2 separate regions of the Mus musculus genome follow, and region 1 is linked to region 2. Evidence: chromatin contacts called from public HiChIP or PLAC-seq data. All regions are on one chromosome and are shown on one strand. The core of a region is the stretch at or near the end of the contact, and the rest is flanking DNA. Distances in the headings are between cores, read along the strand shown.

What was found. HiChIP or PLAC-seq counts read pairs in DNA pulled down with a chosen protein or histone mark.
Region 1: a contact with region 2 is called in an H3K4me3 HiChIP or PLAC-seq map of bone marrow-derived macrophages, with 4 times the contacts expected there. The contact joins the enhancer-like site here to the promoter of Pogk in region 2. A contact is called at or near these places in 3 of 39 promoter capture datasets (embryonic stem cells, hematopoietic stem and progenitor cells and hippocampal neurons), 1 of 484 Hi-C or Micro-C datasets (granulocyte-monocyte progenitors), 2 of 115 datasets of contacts at active chromatin or transcription factors (both in bone marrow-derived macrophages) and 1 of 9 other capture datasets (embryonic stem cells).

The regions. Positions count from the first base shown.
Region 1 is chr1:166,810,245-166,816,416 of GRCm38.p6, forward strand. No RefSeq gene overlaps it. Among named protein-coding and RNA genes, the nearest start is that of Gm33404, 42 kb to the right of the region's middle. Within about 2 kb of position 3,032, at least 27 of the 459 cell types and tissues checked have an H3K27ac peak or open chromatin away from gene starts, as enhancers often do. A contact at or near this core is called in bone marrow-derived macrophages and granulocyte-monocyte progenitors, where this site is marked.
Region 2 is chr1:166,405,799-166,411,944 of GRCm38.p6, forward strand. It overlaps Pogk (pogo transposable element with KRAB domain), which reads right to left and starts at 4,030. Exons shown (of 6, transcript NM_175170.4): 1 at 3,909-4,030; 2 at 3,200-3,533; 3 at 2,601-2,734. The coding sequence starts at 3,218.

The DNA.
Region 1 (6,172 bases), core at 1,782-4,281, 400 kb after region 2:
GTGATGAGCTTGTTCAAAAGCATTTGGGAATTTTAGGAGATAAGACATAACTGTGAAGCAATGAAACCATACTTGACCAGTGTTCACAGTGCCCCATGGGTCACTAACACAGCTTTGGAAGCCAAACTACTACTAAACAAGATGTCAATTATTAGGAGAGCAGCATTTGAGCTTTCTTACGAGCTCGGCGTTTTCCATCAGAGTAGCTCTCTGATCACAGCTGTCTTAGATGGGGCTAGAGTATTTGACTGTGGCACTATCCATGGGTCTGTGAGGAAGACAAATGGTGGAATGGTGACTCACTCCAGGACCCAAGCTCCTTAGTGTGATCACTTCCTTCCACGGCTTAAAAAGCAAGCAAACAAAGGAGGGGGGAGGAGGAGGAGGAGAAGGGGGGAGAAGGAGAAGGAGGAGAAGGAGGAGAAGGAGGAGAAGGAGGAGGAGGAGGAGGAGGAGGAGGAGGAGGAGGAGGAGAAGGAGAAGGAGAAGGAGAAGGAGAAGGAGAAGAAGAAGAAGAAGAAGAAGAAGAAGAAGAAGAAGAAGAAGAAGAAGAAGAAGAAGAAGAAGAAGAAGAAAAAGAAGAAGAAGAAGAAAAAGAAAGAAAGAAAGAAAGAAAGAAAGAAAGAAAGAAAGAAAGAACTCTGTCACAAATTGGCAGTCTGTTAAGCTCCCTGGGTTGGCTTCAGCAATCATTCCTTCTTCCAGCCATGCCATCCACTCATAGAGGAAGCTTTCTATCTGGCTCAGTCAACGCAGGTCCTGGCTAGAACTGTCTATCATTAAGTAAATCCACCTACAAAGTAGACTCTGTCACTTCCACCTTCATCAAGAAATACTAATCGAGAAGGATGATGAGAGTTTTAGTTTTGTTATGTGTTCAGTAAGTTTTCTTTTAAAGTTTCAAATAACTATTAGTGGATATCTACTAGGTTCAAGATGCAGTAATAGTAACCTAGATGTGTTTGATACTTACCCACCACCATAAAACCACCTAAATGAACTTAAATATGTGCATCCCAGGTACCCCTGAGCAAACTTCCTTCTCAAGTAACCTTAGCTAGCTAGCCCACAGCTGAGAGTCTCAGCAGATACAGAACATTTCAGTACAAGGGGCAATGGCAGAATCCACAGGAAACCAGGCTTCTTTTCTCAGTCCTCTCCCTGTCATCTGGCCTCTAAGCCAGTTCTCTTATCTGCACCATGTGACACTGAGATGGTCTTGTGCATACGCCCCAGGCGAATGTCGCTTCCTGTGCCTTCTCCGTTCCACCTCTGAAGACTGCTCACCTTTCCTCTGCTTCAGGAGTCAGAACAGCTCCTGAAACTTCCACCACATGCCATTGCCTCAGGGGGGGCTTGATTTCATTGGCTGCAGCTGTCCAGCCATCCAGCTGTCCTTCTGCTCCTAGCACAACCAGGAAATCAAACTGTTTTCCTGCTAAACACATTCTTTCTTGCCTAGCAGCCTCTCCCTCTGGTCTAATGGGTCTATGCCATAGCCCATTATGAGATGAGGACTCTGAAGATGACGGCCCTACTATCATTTTTCAGGAGAGATTCACAGTTCCATAGACATGCCTGTCTAATATGGGAGAGAACGCTGTGCTGTGTGCCCTGTCTTGTAGCTGCTCACTCGTGAGCACACTGCTTGTTGGTAAGGTCACATCATAACTAACGCCTGTTGTCAGATCACGACACATCCAAATTCTCACTGAGCTTCTTTGCCCTTGAAAGCAAACTAAAGGCTTGAGCAAAGAAGGGATGATTCATCTACCTGTTTCCCCCTCCCATTACTCCCAGGACACTAGGGGTATGGATTCAAGTAGAGAGAGAAGTGTAACGTACCAGACACTGCAGATAAGGATGGGTGGTTAGATAGCTTTATCTTAGCTGTCTCTGGGAGAAAGCCATGTTAGATATCACATTAGCTACAAGGAGGCCAGTGTAGAAAGTAACCATGTGGCACTAGAGAGATCTGGAATAGAGACAAGTGCTATGGAAGATAGTCAGGGGCGTAAGTATATTATACACAACAGAGGGATCTGACTTGGCTACCTCTACAGCAGAGAAATAGCATTGTCTTGTGGGTCCAGAGTTGGATCGTGAGTCAGCAGTCTGGCAGCACTGTTTAATGAAGCAAGAACAGAATTCAGAAGCAGGAAGAGACGTAGACTATGATGTTCAGCACATTTGAGTGCCCTCGCTCGCTCGCTCTTCTTCCTCTCTAATAGCATCTTCTGTCTATGTCTTGTCTCCCCAGTGAGATCAAAGACTCCCAGAGGACAGAGTCCGGGTTTGAGTCTTCCCTTGAATCTTTTTACCAGTGGCAAGAAAGTATGAGGAGAAAGAGAGAGAATATGAATATATATTTGGAATCTTAGAGCATAGGTGGAATTGTGCAACTAGTGCTGGGATTCCAGAAGGCATTCACTTAGATGAGTGATAGAGCTAAAGCTCAAAGCTGGCTTGACAGAAGCACGCAGAGGTGATGACTAAAAGGACGATGGCAGTTTTATCAATAACTTATCAAGGGCCTGTTAATCTGCAGGTAATGATCACCTATAATCTCCAGTCCTTATATCTATATCTACCCTACAGAGTAGGTTTTAGTAGCCCTGCTCTACGGCTAAGAAAGCTAAGACCCAGAGAACATGAGTGCTATAACAATCCTGCGCATAAAGCTACCAACTGAGTGAGTTAGAGATATTAGAGCCCAGGGTTGCCTGCCACTGATGATCAAGTTCCTTGCATTTGCCCATATGCTGGAAGGGAGACTGTGCGTCATATACATGGTAGGCTAAGGAAACAGACTGAGCCTGAGGGTGCGCTGTCCTTCTGGTCAGCAGGATGGTCACAGCATACATGGCCAGCCACGCCCGGCAGCTGTGTCAGCTGAGCTGCAGGCACCACAGGTCCGTGCGGGATCCTGTGGGATTCAGGGTACCCTGTGGTCTCAGTGAGAGGCAAGCTGCACACACTCTGGGGAGGGCCCAACACTGTCTATTTGTGTCTTTTTTCCTGCTGCTTTAGCTGACTCATCTCATTGAACTGTGAGTCTGTCTTGTCATGATGAAATGCGACATCTTCAAATAAGCCTCCCTACTGTAAGCTGCAAAGAGAAGCAAGGACACCCAAAAAGAAAAAGAAAGAAAAAGTGGAAAAAAGACAAAAGAAAATGTAAAGTGTTAGAGTTTAGGGTTTTTGGTTTTTTACCCCATAAACTTATCTGAATTTCCCAGATTTTCTCAAAAATAAAAATCCTCCCTCTTTTTTTAAGAGTATTCTTCCTCCCTCCCCCCAGTTTTATTAAAAATAGATTCCTGGCTACAGTTTCCCCTCCCTCTACATCTCCCGGTTTGTTCCCAGCTCCGCAGCCCTCCAGATCCAGTCCCTTTCTGCTCCTCAATAGTCAAGAGCAGGCTTCCGTTTTGTCCCATTGATGGTGTCCTTTGCTGTACAGCAGCGTTTCAGTTTCATGAGATCCTGTTTATTAAGTTGTTGATCTTAGTGCCTGCTCTGTTGGTGTTCTGTTCAGGAAGTCGTCACTGGTACCTGAGTTCAAGACTATCCCCCACTGTCTCTTGTTACACATGCTATATTCACTTGGTATCCCTAGGAGGCCTGCTCTTTTCTGAATGGAAGTGGAGGAGGAGGGGATCTGAAGGGGAGGGGAAGTGGGGAGGACCCAACTGGGAGGAGCAGAGGGAGAGCAAAGTATGGTTGGGATGGAATGTATGAGAAAAGAATAAAAAAAATTTTTGAAAGATAACAAGCTTTTAAGAGACAACGCTCAAACAGGACAGAATAAGATATTGTAACTAAACTTATTCTAAGTATTAATAATATTTAATAACATTAGTATTTAATATTATAACTATTAAAACAAAAAACCATCACACTGAAGTTGGACAAGGTCTCTCATTCTCACCCCAAGAGCAGGCACTTGTTTACACATTCAGGAGTCCCATAAAAATACTAAACTAGAAGCCATGATATAAGCACAGAGGCCCTGGTGCAGACCCAGGTTGGCCCCGTGCTTGCTGCTTCAGTCTCTGTGAGTTCATGTGAGCTTTCCTCAGCTGACTCTTTCTCCTCATGTTCTCCATCCTCTCTGGCTCTTACACTCTTTTTAGTATTAATTTTTAAATTTATTTTCATGAGTGTGTGTCTGCCATATCTATACAGGTGCCCAGTGAGGCCAGAAGTGGGTGTTGGATCCACTGAGCTGGAGTTAGACGTGACTGTGAGTTGCCCAGAGTGGGTGTGAGGAAGAGAAGTCTGGCTCTCCACAAGAGAGGCAAGTGCTCTTACCTGCCTAGTGCTCTCTTGACACCCCTTCCACACAAATACTCTTCTTTTTCAACTAGGAAAACTTACAGACATATTTAAAATAATGTAAAAGTGTGGGAATAAAGAAATACCTAATGCTACAAAAGGTTTAGGAAAATATAACTAATTGTACTAACTTACAACTTTTCTGTTGCTCTTCCATTGAGAAATAATCTCTGTTTTTACAATCTGAAACATCTCCCATTCTATAAGCAAAATATGAATAGCAATTTTTAAAACAAAATACATAAGCTATCAAGTTGACTAATGCCACAGCAGCCTTTGGAATTCACAAACGATCAGGCACCAAACACGGTCGCAGAGATGCAAAGTCAGGTGAAGGTGATGTCCTCCACAGGGGATTTGAGTTAGACTAGCTAGAAACTGTCACACAGCAGCCTGGGATTCCATCCTTCTGAGGTACCAGAGGCCCCCAGAACAGAATATCCTGCTCTGTCAGCACAAAGCTAAGAACAAGTCTCCTAGCAAGAAGCAATGTATTGACCATCCAACAGGACGCTTCAAACTTTATCCTTCTCCCTGGCTATTCATAGTTAATTCCAAAAGGACCCTTTCAAGTGGTACCAACCTCTCACTCCATGGACCAAAATAATCCTGAAGCCTGTTTTAGAGAAATTTCATAGGTGCTCCAGGTAATCTGAGGGAGAAGGACGAGGGAAGCCCATGCTTGGATCCCCGAGATGGAGAGATTCTAGACCACAAAATCATAGGGAATTGCCAAGAGCAGGATCTTAGAGTGTAGTTAATCACCTCTGGGTCTGGGGCAGATTCTGACAACTGTAGGTCTGAGGCAAGACCTGAACTTGTAGATTGCTATCAAGCCTCCAGGTGGTGGCTTATACTGCTGGATGAGGACCACGTTTTGAACATTCTCAGCTTTCTTCATTACAGGAAAGCTGAGACTAAAGCTATACCTAGTTGTCATTTTTCACCAAGGTCTCATCATATACATTGTAGCAGTATAAAAGAGAGTGACAGCTGTTAACCAGATCCCTCCCTCATTTCTTGTGGGAATGTCAGATGTTATAGTGACTTTGTAAAATATTTGGCAGTTCCCTAAAATGAAACATAAATTACTGCCATGTCCTCATTCCTAGAATAATCAAGACAGACAGTTTATTCGAATGTATATGGTACAGCCAGAGAGTTGGGAGGAGACATCTAGAGATATCTATAATGTGATGGAAAGAACCCTTATCTTCTAGTCAAAGGTCCTAGTTCAGACTCCTAGCTGGTCTTAGCATTCTGGATCTTGTTTCTTTTAGTACAAATTGAGAACAAGAAAGCCTACCTGAGCCTGTTAGATAAATTCAATTTAATTAGAAATTATGTAAGCTCTATGAACCTTCACAAATGTTATCTTATATCCTGTGATTAAGTACTTTGTACATAAGGATGGCTGGCAGCTCTGGAGGCAAAGAGGTAAATACATAGTATGTGTGTACAATTTGATTCATAATGTCTACCCAGAGGGCTGGGGCAAGCCCAGGCCAATGGCCTGGAGGATGTTACTATTTTTTTTAAAATGCCATAAAGTAAGTATTTAATTGCTAAAGAGAGTCAAAGAGAAAACTAGCTAGCGTTAGGTGGAAATAATTTCTGCAGACTGGCAGGAAGTTGGAATTGATCTGGGGCCATGAAAGAAACGAGAGAGAGAGAGAGAGAGAGAGAGAGAGAGAGAGAGAGAGAGAGACTGACAGGGAGGTGAACAAATAAATCACTTAAGCCAGCTCCGTAACTGTTTTCTCATCCACAAAACGGAGATTAAACTAAAACCTCGGAGGACTCTTGTGAGGATTAAGTGAGATGATGTGTTTACAAG
Region 2 (6,146 bases), core at 2,780-5,279:
TCCTAATTACCACATGGCTAGAGGATCGTCAGACAAGTCCACGTAAGCACCTAAGGCACTGACAGCTCAGAGGCTTAGGAAGCCTCCTCAGAGCCCTGTGGAGATGGGGCAAGACTCTGAGTCCTGCTAGCCAGGCCTTTTATGCTCCAAAGAAGCCTTTTATTAGGTCAAATACAACAGAAGGTAACCAGGGCTGGCTTTAGGAAAGATTGAGAGGCCAGGCAGTCTGCAGTTCAAGCTTCAGGTAAGAACCTGCCCTTCCTGTCTTTCTTCTCTCACGTGACTGGGACTCATCAGAGAGGTGCTCACTCTCCTGGGAAGCTGGCATTCCAACACTTCTTCCAGGGGTACCTGTTCTGTGAAGAACCGCACAGGTTTACTAGACAGGAGGCATCTGAGGGGAGTTGTGAGTCCCTGCTAGGTGAGGTGAGGTACTGTTCAGGGTATTTCCATTCATGTGAGCATTTTATCTCTCTGAGTTACTTAAATAAGCTATGAATATGGGGATTGCTACGGAACTTTTATGGTTAAGGAAACCGTGGCTAAGTAACTTGGCTGAGGTCATACAGCTAGTCTGATTCTAAAGCTAGTGTTGTCTCAACAGGTCACATAGGCCAAGGTTACTGAAGTATGTAATCCTTCCAAGCTCTGCTAGACCTTTTATGTAGACTGAAGGATTTAAGGCTTATTCCTTAAAGTTACTCAGGCCAGCTCTAACTACCGGGCGTAGCACACCGTGTGCCCTGGTCTACCTTTCTCCATTGCCTGTCACACACTTAGGGTTCTAGCTTCAGGGGCAGCTCTTAACCCCACCCACAGCCTCCCTCCCTCTACCATGCCTTTAATCATGCTGTTCTCTTGACTGGAGTGCTAACTCTCCTTTCCCTTTGCTCATCCCACTCATTACAAGGCTCAACTCAAAGTGGATTGCTCTTGTCTGCCGGAAACTGTATTTCTACTCCAACTCCAGCATAGAACAGAGCCTATGTGTGAGTAGTCTTTACTACCTATTTATTATCAAAATATGCATTTAAAACACATATTCTATTTTTCATTGTCCTAATTTAATGTGCTAGTAGATCTGTTTCAAGCACATGCTATTGACATTTCAGACTACTCAATTCCTTATTATACAGGCAGGGTACCTTCATCTGCACTGTAGCTCCTTGGAGATCCTTGGCTGAAATCGAAGATGCCAGGAGGACTCCACATCTCAACCTCCACCGTGGGTCACAACAACTAAAATAGTTGTCTCCGTATACTGCTAAACGCTCTAGAGTAGGGAGGGCACAACTGTCCACTGCTTAAGACCAGCCCTTCTCCAGGAAGAATACTGTCAGGCATGATTTTGCCTGTGAGAACATCCTGAGTTGACCTCCACAGTCCTGTTAGGCATCTTTTGCTGTCTTGAGAGTCATGAGCCCCCTCATGAGACAGGGGGCAGCATGAAGGCAGGGATCTTGTCTTAACCCTGTGCAGTAACTATAGGTACATGGTAGACTTCCCAGAGGTAACAAATGCCCACATCTTAGGCCTACCCCTCCAGCTGCCAGGCTCCCTCCTCCAGGCACTCTGCTCGTTTCTTTCTTTGCTGGGCAAGACATGCTCTTCCCTTGGCTCTTCTCACTTGCTCAGCACAATCAAGATGTCTACTGTTAATGCTTCTCCGTACTTCCCCAGCCCATTTAGACACACTGGGTCGCTCAATTTAGCCTCAGAATCCAGGGTTTCTACCGCTTTGAGGTCTTCCTTCAAGCTAGACAGGACTGACTCCTGCCTGAGTCAGAACTGAGAACATAGTGCACAAAGAACATGAACAGATAAATGCAACCGCTCCAGACCAGTGAGCCCAGAGTCCCGCAATTATTTATGATGCCACTATGAAACCTAACTCAGAAAGATGCTCCACTGGCGGGGCTGCAGCTCAGGAAGCCAATATGTAAGGATTTTCAGAGTAAAGCAGACAACTCTTGGGTACCTGAAGTTCCCTTCTGTAGGAGGAGTGGACCAGATAATTTGGAAGAAGGGTCTTTCTGGTTCTTTGCCTACAGCTCTGTGTTCTATGATGAAGGGCTTCCCGCTCATGGGACACCAAGGATATTTTGTACTGATGCTACTGATAAATGTTTATAGACAACGAAAAACTAAGCAATGCCAATTTATTGTTCATATTCAATTTCCATGTCTCTAGTAACACTGTAAATAAATGTGTGTGTTAAATACGGTTGCACCTGTACCTGTGTAATCTGTGGAGCCTGGCACTTCCACTCACACCTAGGAGACATACACCTCTCATGCCAGCTCTATGACCCAAGTCTTCCATGAATTTGGTGCCTGTAATACGTATGGTGCTATTGTCAGGCACAGGGGAAACAGGTACTGAAAGAGTGACAAGTTTCTGAGACCTGTAATCAGCCTTGCTGCCGGAAGTCCTGTCCTCTAACCACCTCCTCCATTATTTGTCTTCTGAAGCCACCAGGCTGTTTTCTCAGGAATGTAAACACAGGAGACTGGGCTATTCTTACTTCCATGTCTGCTCCGGGAGGAAGACCCCCAAAGCAAGCCTGGCTCTCAGGCTGGACTGCTCACACTTTACTTACCCATGCGCCTTCTGAGCAGATTTGTACTTTCTGCATATCTATGGGGCCATCCTCCAACTCTTGGATCTCAACCTCTTCCTCCTTTTGCTCTTCTTTCAGGGTCAAATTCAGAGGGTAGGCCCGGGACTCCATTTCTGCATTCAAGAGTTAGCAGACAATCAGGTGTCAGTGGGAACTAGTCTGTGAGAGGGCGGCTCAGGCACACACACACACACACACACAAACCTGTTTAGGTCAAAGCACTGTCTGCTTCCAGCTGGAAGGAAGGGGTTCAGAAAGGTGGCTGGCTTATTTAATTATTACAGAGGCTGAGGGCAGATAATTTATCTGGCTAACTTCAAATATTTAAAGAGCCCCCTGTGGCACGGAGACCAGAGTAGTTTTCACAGAGCCTCTGTGCAGAAGGGCAGAACTTAGAACAGTGGGTAAATATCCCGGGAAGAGGTTTCAAACAGCTCAGTGATGGGCAGAAGTTCCCACTGCCAGGACTGTTTGAGCACGGAATCAGGACCAGAGGAGGGCGGTGCTGATTTGCTACCACATCAAAGTATCTCAGCCTAGATAGGAAATTTAAATAGTTAGCCCAAAATAGTTATCACCTGGGTTTTCCAGATTCATAGGCGCTGTCCACAAGCTACTTCAGAAACTTAACAGTTTTTCTGCCTCAAAGGACCTCCCAAAGCCAAGTCCATGATGCAGAGAGGGGCGTGCCTGGGTGGCAGAGGCCAACCCAAACCTGGCTGGACTTCTCCTCGCCTCTGGGTCGCAAATCCTCTCTATTCGAAGCCTCCTCAGGCTGGTACAAAGAGGTTCCCCAGAAGAGACTGCGGGCAGCTGCTGGGTATGCAGAGAGTGTGCATCTGTGAGCTCCATTTCCCGGGACTTCCCAAGCAAGGATCTTCCCGGAGTTCAGAGTCAGCTTCTTCAATGTTTCTGGGGTGGGTGGAGGCATGGGGAGGTAGGAACACTCGTGAGGTCACAGGAGTCCCGGGACCTGAACTTGGCCGCGGCCTGTGCCCAGCTGCGGGGCGGGTGGTGGGAGGGGCCGGCACGAAGGTGCTCGCCGCCGCCCTTGCCCGCTCCAGCCATCTTGTCCAACCCTCTCCCGCCACCCCCGCCCACCACTAAGGTCCTCGGTCCACCTGCGGGGCGGCGACAGCCCACGCCGCCTACCTCCCCGGCCGGCCCGCAACAAAGGCGGCGGCGGAGGCGACACTGCCACCGGCGGCCCCCGCCCCACCGTGGCCCAGCCTCCTCCGCCGGCCTCGAGGACGAGCCGCCCGGATCCCGCAGCCCGCGCGCACTCACCCCGGCCGAGCGGGCGGCGTCGCCGCAAAGGGCGACGAAGGCTGTGGCCCGGCATTCACCGCGCCATCGTCTCCACCGCTCCCGCCGCCCCAGCGCGGCCCCTCGGGAGGGAGCGAGGACACGTGGTGGGAGGGGAGGGGTGGGCGGAGCCCAGGGTGTTAGGGGCGGGCTAGGGGCGGTGACGTCAGCAGGTCTCGGCGGCGCTTCCGGCGACCTCGGTGCTTCGAGCCGCGTTAGCCCGGTGGCTGGCTCACTTGCGGCCGCCGAGGTGGGCATTTGCTCGGAGGAACACCGCAGCCTTTCCGCTCAGGCATCCAGAAATGCTCTGTGCGCGGAGGGGTGACCGGGCTCATCGTTCTTGTTCTGTCCAGAACGCTGATCCAAGCATACCAAGAAGCGAACTTGAAGATTTTTGTAGTATTGCCCTTTAACTCCCAAGCATGTAGTTTCCTGGGCGTAGTAGGTGTGAAGAAGTTTTTTCGAGTTGTTTGCCCACAGCTCTGTGGAGAATATAGCAACCATGTTCCAGGAGACCTCGAAAATCTTCTTATTTCAGAAAAAGATTCTACAGTCGGAGATCTGTTTGGACCTTGTTTAAACAAACACCACACACACACACACACACACACACACACACACACACACACACACACACACTTCATACTTATTGAAAATACTAAAAGATTGAGTTCAACTTGGGGGTTGGTGATTTATAGCCAAGGAGAGGAAGGGGTGTGGATGTCAAGAGTGTGGATAATTACTAAGAGGAATTATCAAAGATTGAGGGATTCTTGCTAAACCCACTAAACTGGATTCTGGTTGAAAGCAGACCAGGGTGATCAGATAACAAATGTGCTAAACTGACTTAGGATTCTTGCTTAAATAAGGCTGGGCAAGCAGAGGTGGGGGTGGGGAGCACGGCAGCAGAGGCAGCTCAGGAGAGGGTTCAAGAGCCTGTGGTTAAGAAAAGAATCGTTTTTAAAAATCAAAATATTATTTTAAGTAATATGTGCATGGGTATGTGCTTATGCCTGAAGGCTAGAGTCATGGGATACCACTGTGTTGGAGTTACAGGTAGCTGTGAGCTGCCTGATCGGGGTGCTGGAAACTAAGCTCTGATCCTCTTCAAGAGCAGTGCACTTAACACCCGAGCTGCCTTTACAGCCCCCAGGAGAAGCTGTTGTTAAACATTTTACTTTAAACTTATTGCTTCTGTTCACTAATGTGTGTGTAAGCACAAATGCCAAGGCATAGATGAGCTGTGCTTTTTAATACATATAGTACGACACAGAAGACTCACTCTTGAAATGTTGTTATGGCTGACAAGAGCAAAGAGCAATGATGGCTTAATCACTGCACAGAGATTATTGATATATTGAAAGAGAAGGTTAGGATTCCTTTGTTGTTTTAATGGATAGCTCTTTTGATGTATATATTTATTTATTTTTTTAAGAATCAGGAATGGTGGCTTAAATTAATTGATATTCTCATTTTTAACTTTGCTGAGGGAAATGGCAGTTTCCATTGCAAAAGTGAGAAGGTTGTCAGGAAGAGAGCAGAGGGTGCTGGGCCATTGTTGACACCTTCTCTCAAAGGTGAACATGTGTTCCGAAGTAAGAAAAAAAGCAATGCTAAGTTTTAGTCTTTGAGAGTCATACACACACACACACACACACACACACACACACGTATGTATATAAGAGGCTAGTCAGTGACCCATTTTGATCTTTAATTTTTTTTTCAGAAAGATTTATGTGGATGAGTGTTTGTTTGTGTGTATGTCATTGTTTGCCCTGGAGTGCTGTGATACAACACCATGACCAAAAACAACTTGGAGAGGAAAGGGTTTATTTCAGTTTAACAGTTGTAGTTCCTCATGAAGGTAAATCAGGGCAGGAGCTCAAGGCAGGAACCCAGAGGCAGGAACTGAAGCAGAGACCACAAAGAAGTGCTGCTTGCTGACTTGTTCCCTGTAGCTTGCTCAGCTTACTTTCTCATGTCACTCGGGACCACCTGCCAGGATGATACCACCCAGTAGGCTAGGCCCTCCCACATCAGTCATTAATCAAGAACAATCTGAAGAAGGCAATTCCTCAATTGACATTCTTTCCTCCCAGATAGGTCTAAGTTCATGTTTAATTGACAAAAGCCAACCAGCACCATGCATATAAGTACTTTATGTGCCCATGGAGGTCTGAAGATGGCATTGGATCTCCTGAAGCTGGAGGAACAGATGGT